2 separate regions of the Sus scrofa genome follow, and region 1 is linked to region 2. The links are chromatin contacts, called in public Hi-C maps. All regions are on one chromosome and are shown on one strand. The core of a region is the stretch at or near the end of the contact, and the rest is flanking DNA. Distances in the headings are between cores, read along the strand shown. Region 1 overlaps LOC110257380 (a long non-coding RNA gene). Region 2 overlaps SLX4IP (protein SLX4IP).

Region 1 (6,810 bases), core at 1,338-3,837, 990 kb after region 2:
AATAGATGCAAGTTTCTCCCTAAATAAGAGTCTTATTTTAGTAACAAACTTACTGAGCCACCTCTAAAATACAGGTAAACTCTTACTAGTCTTTTTAAGTATTCTTATCTTTTTTTTTTTTTTTTTTTTTGTCTTTTCTAGGGATGCACTCATGCCATATGGAGGTTCCCAGGCTAGGGGTTGAATCAGAGCTATAGCCACCGGCCTAAGCCAGAGTCACAGCAACGCGGGATCCAGGCCACGTCTGTGACCTATACCACAGCTCCCAGCAATGCCGGATCCTTAACCCACTGAGAGAGGCCAGGGATTGAACCCATAACCTCATGGTTTCTCATAGGATTTGTTAACCACTGAGCCACGATGGGAACTCCGTATTTTTATCTTTTTTAATACTCAGAGTGTTGTTATGCTATAGACCCATGGGATACCAGAATGCCTTCTTTTTTTCTTTTTGGGCTGCTCTGCAACATATGGAGTTCCTGGGCCAGGGATCAGATCTGAGCTGCAATTGGAACCTATGCCACAGCAACAGCAACACTGTATTGTTTTAACCCACTATGCCAGGCCAAGGATCAAACCTTCATCACTGCAGAGATGCCACAGATCCCATACCCCACACTGGGAACTCAGAATGCCTTCATTTTGAGAAAGAATAAACTGAGACTAGAAACACAGATACACACAACTTAAACTACATCTTCATGTGTCTTGTATGCATCTTAATAAAACCTTCTTCAGTTTAAAGGCTCTATGCATCCTAATAAAAAGCATAAAGCCATTAAACTGAAGAAGGAAATAATACAGCCATTTTTCAAATAGTAACTGAAACATCACTCCTAAGTACTTCTACTATGGATGGATTAGCAAATTTTCTTCTGGTTTTATTTTCTATGACATTGTTTTTTAATTGACGGTGTTTGAGCATTCATACTTCTTGTACAACACTATACCTTTCCATTTTTAAATAATATTAAGAACATACATTTTCATGTCAATTACTTATTTTAGCAATAAAACATCTTCATGAATGAGCATGCCTTCATTTGCTAAATGATTTCCTTGATTTTTAACCTTTGGATAGTTTCCAGTGCCACATTAATATATGAAGAACTGTGATCAAATTTTTGTATTTTTTTTTTTTTTGGCTTAAAAAAAGCAGGGTGTGTTAAATTCAGTCAAAGGTCTAAAGAATATTTTTAGATTCAGATTTTTAAAAGATAGTTGGTACTTTTGAATGAGTGTCTTTGAAATTACCTATGTTCTACGTTGATTTTTCTCTTTTCTTTTTTTTCTTTTCCTTATGTAGTCCCATCTAGGGTTTTTACATTTCTACAAACAAGCAGATGTTAGAGGTATACTGTTTCATGGCCAACTGTTTAAAAATATTTTTGGGGTATTCAGTGAAAAGATCAACTGGAATAAAATTACAAGGTAAGAATTAACTCTGAAACCTTTCATTAAAAATTGGTCCTTGTGAGCTTTCTATATGTTGTTTTGTCTTTCAATACTTGCATTAAGCAGATGAATATAACATGTTAGATAACTGGAAGGATTTTGTGTAGGGGCACAAAGGTATTTCATTTAGGTCTCAAAGTAACAGCAAGCTTTATGGTAGAGCCAAAATTCAGAAAGCTGTGGCACAAAGCAAAGAATATTTTTACACACACGCACATACATATATACACCACTTCCTCCACTCCTTGTCTCTGGCCTTCTAGCTTTACCTTGCCTGCTGGGAAATACAGGCCTCCTCTCTCTCTTGTCAAGATCCTAAAGCAATAGAACACTTTAAAATACTGATCCTTAAAAAACAGCTAAGGGTTAGCGATCCGGCGTTGCTGTGAGCTGTGGTGTAGGTTGCAGACTCGGCTCAGATCCTGCGTTGCTGTGGCTCTGCCGTAGGCTGGCAGCTACAGCTCCGATTAGACCCCTAGCCTGGGAACCTCCATATGCCGTGGGAGCGGCCCAAGAAATGGCAAAAAGACAAAAAAAAAAAAAAAAAAAAACAGCTAAGGGGCTTCCATTTTAATGTCGTCTTTAAAAGTGAGGAAATATTCAGTCAGCATGTGGACAATTTCCATTTCCGGTCACAGACATATTTTGTCAACTTCCACGATCCTGACATTGACCTTCACAAATAACTATATACTTGGCTTACATTATGAACTCTTCCTGTCTTCTCCTTAGCCCTTCTTTTTGCCCTGTGGATAACTGTGGGTCCCAGCATTACAATACAAGAAGTTTCTGTCCAGAGAGACTGGACATGCTCATGGCTTTTCTCCCCACATCCCGGCACAGAATCCCCTCCCACCCCATCGGAGGGCACATTGTTGAAGAGAGTAGACAGATAACCTGAAGCTAAACTCAGCCCTGGAGTTCCGGCAGCTCTGTGTAGCTCTGAAAAGAATTAAACATTAAGAACGTTTATGACCTGTAAGCTGTAAAACCTCTAGGGGCTGGGCCTGCAATTTCTGCCAATAATTATATGTAAGAGCAAAATACAAAGAACACATCTTGGATGCCTCTGAGCACTCCAGAAAGAAGGGCGATGTTAGTCAAGCTACCTACACTGGGCTGGGCGACCGTCCAAAGTATTGGGCCCTTTACTCCTCCCCCTTCCCAAACGTGCTCTTAAAAAGTGCTTGAAAGTCAACATAACTACAGTCTTGAAGGCCTGAAGCCCTACTTCAAGTGGGTATGTTTCCTTACAATTACCTGGGTGATTGCTTTTAATTCTGCTCTGAGTTGCAATCTTGACTTTATTGAAAAGAGAAGAAAACAACAAACAAAAAGTAACTAAGGAGGGCAGTGCTTCCAAACACAGCTTCTTAAAACCCAGTTCACCTGTAGTTTAAATATGATCAACTGTCGCCATCTGCTGGCTAAATGTTGGATTTTTTTTTTTTTTTTTTTTTTTTTTTTTTTTTTTTTCCCAAAAGAAGACCGGCGCAGAGGTTGTCATGGAAATATTTCTATGCGGGTGGGTGTGTGTGTGTGTGTGTTTAGGGTAGGCAATAATTTCTCAGCATTCTAACTACTTTAGTATGTTTTTCAGCACCTCAAGTTAGGTGACAACCTACATTTCGTTTACAGGTCACTGTCACAGACAACGGAGACTGAGACAAATAAAAGATTAAGAACTTGTGTTAAAGGACAGGGCATAGGAGTTCCCATTGTGGCGCAGCGGAAACAAATCTGATTAGTATCCAGGAGGACATGGGTTTGATCTCCAGCCTCGCTCAGTGGGTTAAGGATCCAACGTAGCCGTGAGCTGTGTGTCACAGACTCGGCTTGGATCCCACGTTGCTGTGGTGTAGGCCAGAAGCTGTAGCTCCAATTCGACCCCTAGCCTGGGAACCTCCATATGCCACAGGTGCAGCCCTAAAAAGCAAAATGGACAGGGCATAGGTGACAGTCGCAGGGAGGGGGAGGGACCATCTCTGAGGCCTCGGTGTATATTTCCACCTTGATGGGCCCACAGAAGATGACTCGACCCCAAGAATGCACACTCTCCCCTCTAAATTCTGCTTTTCTGAGCACCCGGGGCTCCCTGATGGCTTCTGGTTAACACAGAAGATATTAACCAACCTCCTCTTGTACCTGGGCTAACTGACCCAGGCTTTCCCCAAACACCACATTAGCCAACCTATTTGGAGGGCTTCCCCAAACACATGTGTTTAAGCCTCACAACATTAATCGGTATCTTTTAAAACCTGTTTTATAGATGAAGCTCCTGAGACCCAGGGCTTCATGACAGATGATGCTGATGGCAGAGTCACTATGACAGCGCTGGACCCCACCCAGACCCCTGAGCATATGAATCATGAAATCCCACTGCCCCCCGGGTCCACCTGCAGCAAATGTGATTCCCCCTCTGCAGCCAGAAGCCATTTCAGCATTTCCCACTCCCAACTCATCTCCACCACAACTTCTCCTTGGGGTTTTATCTCCAGAGTCGCTTACTCAGAAAGCTCTTCTGAAGCCTTCTTTCTCCCTGGACACTTGAAATATGCTTGCCCAATAAAATTTCATCTGGCAGTTTATCTGCTTCATGTCGCTTCCTTCTTTAGACTAAAAAATATATCTATTTGACTTGCCTCCTCTGTCAGAATACACTTTCCAGGGGCAGAAAGGGATTATCTTTCTTCTGATGCGCCTGCGGACATGAAGTTCCATGAAAAGTGGCTCCCACACACACATCCAGGTCTTAGGGAAAGCTTGCATGCATATAGCTACGTTACTGGATGCTGTGAGCCAATGATATTTCTTTTCCTGTTCCGTACAATGCATGTACTGATCATTCAAAGTAGCCACCGAGGGTTATAAAATGTCTTCTAAGAAACCAACACATCTCTGTTTGCTGTTATTTCCCCACATGCCACGACTTCCTTAAAGTCATTTATATAGCCTCTGTGTTTTCCTTTTCTTTCACACTGGCACTCAGGGCCTGATGCAGGGCGGGTTCCTGGGAATCAAATGCCAAAGCAGAGTATGGGGTTCAGGCTGCTCCTTTGGGACCAGCATGTGTGGAAGGCAGAGGAGAAGCTGAACTGCAAGGACCATCCAGGGAACCAGTGCCCACCTAGCAGGCAGCTCCAGAGTAAGGCTCATCCATCAGGGTTGAGACTCGATGGACAAACACAGCCAGGTGGGGGGTCTGGGTGCCGCATGTGTCTGCCAACCACAGTGGCCTGGATCCTGTCTATACCTCACACAAAGGGTTTTTGTGGGTTTTTGTTTGTTTGTTTGTTTGTTTGTCTCTCTTTTTAGGGCCACACCCACAGCATATGGAGGTTCTCAGGCTAGGGGTCCAAACGGAGGTGTAGCTACCAGCCTACGCCAGGGCCACAGCAACGTTGGATCCGAGCCCCATCTGTGCCCTACAACACAGCTCATGGCAATGATAGATCCTCAACCCACTGAGCAAGGTCAGGGATGGAACCTACGTCCTCATGGATGCCAATCAGGTTCATTAACCGCTGAGCCACAATGGGAACTCCCTACAGGGTTTTTTCTCCTACAATCCACATCACACAAGCTGTGCTTGTGCACAGAACCAGCACCTCACCTATCCATGCTGAGTCTCTCTTTAAGAAAATTTATGAAAATAAGGATCAGCTGCTCAGGGTCCATGTTCTGTGTGTGAATTAGATCCTCCAAGGAGCTGACTAGGAAAGGAGGCAGGCAAATCCTTGCCACTCCTCCAGGAAAATTTCACAAAGGGTAATGAATGGGCTTAATTTCCTTGTAAGCACTAAGAGGAAAAGGAGCCAAGAGACACAGTTCCAGGTTTTGGAATGAAGCAGGCAAGTGTCCACTCTCCCCTCGCCACCATGAACTAATTCCTCAGCTCTAACCAGATTTCAGTTCAGGTGTTCTGAGAAGCAGGTGCCTACAGAGAAGCAGGTGTGCAGCAGGTTTGTGGGGGAAGCGCCCAGGAAGGAGAACGTGGGGAGGGAAGAGCAGTGGGGAGAGGAAGTCTTAGGCTCACAACTGATACCTCTGAGAGGGGACAGAAGGTAGGAGAGGCTTGGAAGAGTCTCCAGCCACAGCATGGGTTCCGAGAAAGTCCTGGCTGGGCATCGGGCAGCCCCAGAGCTAAGACTGTCCGGGGAAGGGGGTCCTGCTCTGGGTGGGGATGACCTCACTCTGCCTCTTCATTGTCCTCAGGAAAAGGCTAGGGGTGTCCCAAGAAAAGTGTGTCTGCACATGAAGGATGCTGCAGATGCCAACAGACAGCAGCTGGAGGCCACCTGCCAGGATTCCTCAAGGAAGGTCCTCTCTGGAAGGGAGTTACCTTTCCTGCCACACACGTTTTCCTGGTGGCACTGAATCCTCAAGAATAGACTCATGAAGCTCCCCTTGTGGTGCAGCAGAAACGAATAGGACAAGTATCTATGAGGATGCGGGTTCAATCCCTGGCCTTGCTCAGTGGGTCAGGGATCCAGCATTGCCTTGAGCTGTGACGTAGGTCACAGATGCAGCTCAGATCCCCCGTAGCCCAGCAACTGCAGCTCTGATTCAACCCCTAGCTTGGGAACTTCTATAAGTCTTCGGCTTCAGTCCTAAAAATCCAAAAGAAAAAAAAAAAAAAAAAAAAGGAATGGGCTCAGAGTGAACTTAAAAAAGCCTGTAAGCAGGCTAATGTCTCTGTTTCTCTTCCATCCCCAACATCATTCCTGATCCCAAAGGAGGGTCACCAAACACACCCCTAAAATGGATTACTGATTCACTTGAAACTCAAATCAGACCAATGAAGAAACAGGATCTTAGCCACTGAAAATACCAAAGTGTTTTGAACTGCTGTGAGATTCCAATGTAAACACATTACCACAAATGTTTAAATAATTTGAATACCTACTATGGACCAGATACTAGCAGGATAAGGTGTTTTTTTTTGGGGGGGGGTTGTCTGCACCTGTGGCATATAGAAGTTCCCAGGCCAGGGATCAAATCTGAGCTGCAGCTGTGACCTACATCACAACTGCAGCAATGCCAGATCCTTAGTCCACTGTACCACAGTGAGAACTCCCCAAATCCAGTTAAATCACGCAAAATTTTGAGACGCCCATTGGATGGCATATTCCAGAATTACCAAAGAATAATCTTTTAGGGCTGAATTTTGTGCTTCTGATCCTTTCTATCTTTTCACATAGCGTAAATGTTTAGGTTTTGTCAAGGCAAAATCCCGATGTCAAATTGAAACAATGCAGAAACTCGTGGATGAAAAATGATTCTCTTCTACCTGATGCCATTCCTGAGATGACTGTTTCTAAGCGTCATTTCTGAGATGCTTCTATGTATTCCTGT
Region 2 (7,147 bases), core at 783-3,282:
ACCTTCTGCTGCCTCTTGTTTGGGCTCTTGTGGTTGCTTTAAACCTGTACACCTGGCCCTGGTCACTTCCACCCCCAGTCTCCCTCCGCCTGACCCGGGCTCCTCTCTGCTCTGAGTCCCCCTGCCTGCTGCCTCATCTGCTGACCAGGCCTGTTTCTGCCTTACCAGAGCACTCCCTGCTATTTGGGCCTCTTTCCCTGTGTGGGTGCGTTTTTCTTTCTCCATCACTAGCTACCCTTGCTTCCTGGGGATGCAGGTGAGACCTCATGCCCTCCTCCCTGGCCTCCCTCAGGCAGAGTTGTCCTTCAGCTACATCTGGTCCTGGGCATGCACGATGCACAGCCTCCAGCTGTGCTGACCTCCCTCTTTCAGGGTCTGGCCCAGGGTACACGTGAAACTCAGCAGGGAATGAATACGTACACGAATGAATGAATACATGAATGAATGAATACACGAATGAATGAATACATGAATGAATGAATACACGAATGAATACATGAATGAATGAATACATGAATGAATACATGAATGAATGAATGAATGTGAGGAAGCTCTGAACCTACCTGAGATATCTACATGGATGAGAAGTGTTAGCATTTTCACCTCCATTTTATACTTCATGTAAAATTAGAACAAGACACAGAGTTCCCATTGTGACTCAGCAGGTTAAGAACCTGACATAGTGTCCCTGAGGATGCAAGTTTGATCCCTGGCCTCGCTCAGTGGGTTAAGGAGCCAGCATTGCCTCAAGCTTCGGTGTAGGTAGCAGATGAGGCTCAGATCCTGTATTGCTGTGGCTGTGGCATAGGCCAGCAGCTGCATCTCCATTTCAAGCCCCTAGCCTGGGAACTTCCATGTGCCACAGGTGTGGCCCTAAAAAGACAAAAAAAAAAAAAAAAAAAAAAAAATTAGACAAGATATCCCACTGCTGAAGACTTGGTAATAGTTAAGTTTCGGCTTTGGAATTCTTTGGAAAGAGATAGGAAAAAATCACCAACTTGCTCAGTTGGCAGTGAGCTTGGGGTGAGGTAATCCTAGGATCCTTGAATTTGCTTTTTCCAAAATATGGAAAATGAGTGGTTGTCACTGGTGATGACATAGTTGTCGCCACTCCAGAATAAGGAGGGAGACAGTAGTTCTGTGACACATCAGTGTCCTGGGCTCACTCAGAATGACCTTGTCCCCAGAGCAGGCTTGGAGCCCCCAGTTTGCAGACAAGGCCTAGGTGTCCTGCCACTTGTTCGTTCCTGCCTTCCTTCCCTTCACCAATGGGCATTTACTGTGAGCCAGCTCTGCTCTGATTCCAAGGGTACAGGGGGACCGGTGTAGACCCTGTACCCAGGAGCTGACAGTATAACAGGGAACGCCCCTATGGAGCAGCCGCTCAGTGCAGGAATGACCACAGAATCATCTGTGCTGACCTGGAGGAGGGAGTGACAGACTGTTCAGAAAAGCTCCACAGAAATGGCCACGCCTCCACTAGGGTTCGAGGATCCGTGGGAGCCTTCTGAGCACAGAAGCATCCAGGTGCTTTGAAAGCACAGGGCAAAGAGCATGTGGGGGAGGGTGCTGGAAGCAGAGGAGGGCCTTGTCAGGGGCTTGAGGTCTGGGCATTCCATCTGTGTGGCAGACGTGGCTCTCATGGAGGCCTGAAGAACTCATCTAGGGCTCAGAGAAGTGGCTCTGATGTTCCAAGTGGGAGATGACGTGAGCTAGGGAACCAGAGAGGAGGCGTGTGCTTTGCTCTTGAAGAAGTGAAATCGACCAGGCGTGGTGACCGATGGTGGTGCGGGGGGGGGAGGGGGGGAGGGAGGAGTTGGGGTGACTCCCAGGTTTTTGACCGAAACCTCTGGGTGTAGCCAGGGGAGGAAGCTGGGATGGGCCCCAGCCCAGGGCATGGGATGCAGAGCTGTCTCTAGTAGCCCCTGGGCTGTGAGAGAGGTAACCTGGCCTGTGTGAAAGGAGCAGCTCAGGCCTGAGAACCCAGTGATGCTCACTCTGCTGTGCTGCTTTGCTTGGAAGAGCTGGAGAGTTGCTCTGGGAGAGAAATAGCCTAATTAAGGGGGAGTGGGAGGCGGGGCATGCTGCTGGCAGCAGTCAGAGGTGGTTTTCTTTCTTTCTTTCTTTTTTTTTTTTCCCACTTCTGTTTACTCATGGGAGAAAAGAAGCAAAGCTTTGAGGCAGGGAACTTTAGACAGGCAAAATACCTCTGATTAGTGTGGGAGTTGGAGAGAACTCTTGCTGGAGAACTCAGAAGGCTGGCTGCAGAGGGAGAGCCCCGGCATGGGGGAAGGGGCTCGGGGAGTCTGGCAGGAAGCCCAGGAAAGTCTGAGCACCAGAGTAAGATTCAGTGATTTATTAAAAAAAAAACAAAAACAACAACAAAAAATTTTAATAAGTCTGCTTGGAACCAACCAGACTACTTTGGGATCAAAATTACAAGCAATGAAAAAATGTCAAATTGGACCTTACTATTCAATTTTTTTTAGAAAGTTACTATTACGTAGTTCCAGTTCAAGTTGTTCAAACATCAATTTTTTTTTAATTTAAAAATATTATCATTGCTGATGATGAAGGGGGGAAACCCAGCAGAACATGTGTGAGGCATGTCTCCCCTCTTTAGAGGGGCTTTTGTTCCAGGATACCTGCAATCTCAACAGGCTTATGATAGAATTCAGAGGGTTGGTGAACTTGCATGGGAAAAAAGTTACATCTTTATTTTGATCAAGTTCTAATTATTTTTTTAACTTTTAAAAAATTAGGGGAGTTCACATTGTGGCACAGCAGAAAGTAATCTGACTAAGAACCATGGGGTTGTGGGTTCCATCCCTGGCCTCACTCAGTGGGTTAAGGATCCGGTGTTGCCCATGAGCTGTGATGTAGTTCACAGGTGCAGCTCGGATCTGGTGTTGCTGTGGCTGTGTCATGGGCTGGCAGCTGTAGCTCCGATTTGACCCCTAGCCTGGGAACCTCCATATGCTGCAGGTGTGGCCCTAAAAAGAAAAAAAAAAAATTAGGGCCACACTGGCGGCATATGAAAGTTCCTATGCTAGGGATCAAATCGGAGCTGTAGCCACTGGTCTATACCACAGCCACAGCAAAGCCAGATCCAAGCTGTATCTGTAGCCACTGGTCTATACCACAGCCACAGCAAAGCCAGATCCAAGCCGTATCTGTAGCCACTGGTCTATACCACAGCCACAGCAAAGCCAGATCCAAGCCGTATCTGCAAACTACACCAGAGCTTAGGGCAATGCTGGATCCTTAACCTGCAGAGCTAGGCAAGGGATCGAACGGGCATCCTCACACATACTAGTCAGGTTCTTAACCCCCTAGGCCACAATAGAAACTCCTAAATTTTGTTTTTATTATGAATGAAAAATGCAGAACACAATAAATTAGCAATATTTGTTACCATTAGAAATCACAACTCTTTTCATATAGTGTGATAGATATCTGAAAATGTAATTTATGCTTATCACTACTTTGGATTTATCGTAGTTTTTAGATTCACCACTATCTGAAGAGAGCCAGTGCTTTATTGAACAAGTCCATTCATTACTATGTGACAGATTTTTTTTAAAAATATGGATACCCATACTTCAGCATAATTGGTTTTCCTTTCGAATCCTATGCACTGTGTTTCCATGCATTTAAAAACATTATTACGAGCAGGTTTCATCAGCTTCACAACTGACCGAAGAGGTCCGTGGCACACGAGAGGTTAATAACCCCTGGCTAAGATCCTGTAGCTGTGGCATAAGACCTCCACCTGGTGGCAGCATACTCCTTAAAGGTTAACTCTATAATCAACATTTGTGAAGAAACTTAGAATAACAGTATATTTGAATATGGTTTTCAAAAATTTTTGACCACAACCCACAGTAAGGAATAGGCTTTATATTATAATCAGTATGCTCATTCATAACTTTCACAAAACAAGACTTGACCAAGGTATAACCATTGATATTTTTTCTCCCACTGCAATATTCTCTTCAACTCTATTTCCTTAAGACAAAATGCTGGCTACAACACACTGAACTGCAGTTCCGTGGGTCACACTGCACTGTTTGACGTTGTGGGAGGACCATTTTTCATTATTCTTTACAATTTATTACCCAGGGAAGTTCACTTTGGTCTCCCCTAAAACCCGCACATTTTCAGGGACATAACTTATACCTTAAATAACTGTCAACAAATATGAGTGTATTTTTACAAATATTTTAAAAATTGTTTATTGATATGTAGCATATGTGCAGGGGAATGAACTGGTCTTAAGTGTCTATCAAGACAGAATACTTTTATCACCACACAAAGCTCTCCCATCAGTTTCTCCATAGGTAAGCACTGTTCTGATTACTTTGACCATAGATTTAATTTTGCTTTTCTAGAACTTTATATCAGTGGAATCACAGAGGACGTACTTTAGCCTGGCTTTGCTCAGTGCAACGACGTTGAGATTAGTCTGTTTTGGGCTTGGTGAGGAGCATTCTGTGGCATGAATGTACCATGCTTTCTTTTTTTTTCTTTTTTTTTTTTTTTTTGGTCTTTTTAGGGTTGCACCGTGGCATATGGAGCTTCCCAGGATAGGGGTCCAATTGGAGCTGCAGCCACTGGCCTATACCACAGGCACAGTAATGTGGGATCCGAGCTGCATCTGCGACCTACACCACAGCTCACAGCAATGCCTGATCCTTAACCCACTGAGGGAGGCCAGGGATTGAACCTGCGTCCTCATGGATACTAGTCAGATTCACTTCCACTGAGCCACGACAGGAACACCTACCACACTTTCTTTAGTCTCCTGTAGAGAGACTGTGGGATTGTCTTCCATTTTGACTCTTGCAAATAAAACTTTCACATACCTTTGTATACATGTCTTTGTGCGCACATTTGTTTTACCTCTTGGGTAAATAAATACCTGAGGTGGAATTGCTGGCTTGGGTGGTAAATCCGTGTGTGTTTAACTATGGGAAACTGACAGACCATTTGCTGAGGTGGCTGAACCACTAGCAGTGTGTGTGTTTGGATTGCTCCCACCCTCATCTACATTTGGTGTGCATCAGTCTTTTTCACTGTAGTCGTTGTGGTAGGTGTGTAGTTAGCTGTGTCTCTCAGTGTTAATTTGCATTTGCTTGACGACTAATGATGTTGGACACTTTTTTCCACGTGCTTACTTGCCGATTATTTATCTTAATTGTGAAGTGTCTGTTCAAGCTTGGGTTGTTTCTTTAACATCAACTCGTAGGAGTGTTTTTCACACATTTTAGATTCTAGTCCTTTGTGTCAGACATAGGCATGTATGAATATTTTCTCCCAGTATGTGGCATGCATATCCATTTTATTAATGGTGTCTTTCGATGAGCAAATTTTTTTTTTTTCATGACCACACCCATGACATATGGAAGTTCCCAGGGATTGAATCTGAGCTGCAAGTGTGGCAATGCCTGATCCTTTAACCCACTGTGCTAGGCTGGGGATCAAACGCACGCCTCTGCGGCAACCCAGGCCACTGCAGTCAGATTCTTAACCCACTGTGCCACAAAAAGTTTTTGTTTTTGATCAAGCAAAAGTTTTTAATTTTGGTCAAGTCTAAGGTAATGATTTTTTTCTTCCTTCTTAATGCTTTCTGGATCCTGTTTAAGAAATTTTTTCCTATTTCAAGGTCAGGAAGATAGGTTTGGTTTTTTTTATGTTTAGGTCTGTGATTCATCTCAGATCAGTTTTTGTGTATGATACGATGTAGGTATCAAGTTTATTTTCTTTCCCTATTATATCTGGCATTCTCACAGCATTTGTTGAAAATACTTTCCTTTCACCATTGAATTGTCGTTCAGAATTAAAGCAAAACAAAAACCAAACCAAAACAACAACAAAAAAATTTAGCCCAAGAAGTACAGATTGACTTTCCGTGCTAACTGTAAACTGGCCCACAGTGCCTTTCTAAGTACAGTTCAATTATCTTGAAATTCTCAGATTACTTTACTCTTATGGTTTAAGAATTTATGCGGCTCTACCTTTTTACAGGTCTGTAGCCATGCCATGCAGCTGCTAGCCACATCTGGCTGTTTAAATTAGATTGAAATAAAATAAGATTAAACATCCAGCCTCTCAGGCACAATAGCCATATTTCACATACTCAGTAACCATATATGGCTGTGGACGTCCTTATTCAACAGTGCAGATATAAAGATTTCCTTTTTTTTTTCCTGAATGTTAGACAGCACTAGCCTCTAGAATAAGAAAGGAGATGGGCTTTGTAGCATATTTGAATGCAACTTATTTAGTTTGTTTTTTTTGGGGGGGGGCATGCCTGCGACATGCAGAAATTCCACCCCAGGGATTGAACCAGCAGAGTCACAGCAGTGGCAAGGCCAGATCCTTAACCCACTAAGCCACCAGGGAACTCCTGAAACTTACTTAGTTTTGACAACTGTCATTAAGCACCTACCTTCCTCTCCTTGGTTCTTTTTTTTTTGCTTTTTTTTTTTCTTCTTCACTTTTTAGGGCCGCACCTGCATCATATGGAAGTTCCCAGGCTCAGGGTTGAATCTGAGCTGCAGCTGCCAGCCTATGCCACAGCCACAGCAATGCCAGATCCAAGCTGTGTCTGTGACCTACACCACAGTTTATGGAAATGCTGGATCCTTAACTCACTGAGCAAGGCCAGGGATCAAACCTGCATCCTCATGGACACTAGTCGGGCTCGTTACCACTGAGCCACAACAGGAATTCTCTCCTTGGTTCTTTTTCATTCATCTATGCTTCTGTTTCTAGTCCAAGATGTATGATCCCAGCCAGTTCTTTTGTACATCTAAAAATGCAGTAGCTTCTATCTATTCCTCCTACCTGATAAAGAATTCCCCCTGGCTGTCCAAGGAATCATTCTTTTCTGGAGCAAGCCTAGGGCTGACCTATTAAACTCTTCCCAGTGTTTTAATTGTCCTCCAAGTGCTCCTGGATTTCTGGGCCTCCCCTTCACGGTGCAGCCCCAGAGATGGATATTTTATCTCTACCATCCTAATTAAAATTAAATTCTCCCTTGCTATTATAAATTTTTTTTTGTATTTTTTTCCATTTCTTGGGTTGCTCCCACAGCACATGGAGGTTCCCAGGCTAGGGGTCGAATCAGAGCCATAGCTGCCAG

What was found. A called contact is a pair of places that touch in the nucleus more often than the background predicts.
Region 1: a Hi-C map of subcutaneous adipose tissue shows a contact between it and region 2, with 2.8 times the contacts expected there. The contact joins two enhancer-like sites. A contact is called at or near these places in 15 of 47 Hi-C or Micro-C datasets (embryonic fibroblasts, epiblast stem cells, fetal liver and 9 more).

What each region holds. Positions count from the first base shown.
Region 1 is chr17:20,481,259-20,488,068 of Sscrofa11.1, forward strand. All of the region lies in intron 1 of LOC110257380 (a long non-coding RNA gene), which reads right to left. Among named protein-coding and RNA genes, the nearest start is that of TRNAC-ACA, 320 kb to the left of the region's middle. Within about 2 kb of position 2,588, at least 18 of the 83 cell types and tissues checked have an H3K27ac peak or open chromatin away from gene starts, as enhancers often do. A contact at or near this core is called in subcutaneous adipose tissue, where this site is marked.
Region 2 is chr17:19,492,094-19,499,240 of Sscrofa11.1, forward strand. The region is part of intron 2 of SLX4IP (protein SLX4IP); the gene reads left to right. Among named protein-coding and RNA genes, the nearest start is that of SLX4IP, 130 kb to the left of the region's middle. Within about 2 kb of position 2,033, at least 27 of the 83 cell types and tissues checked have an H3K27ac peak or open chromatin away from gene starts, as enhancers often do. A contact at or near this core is called in subcutaneous adipose tissue, where this site is marked.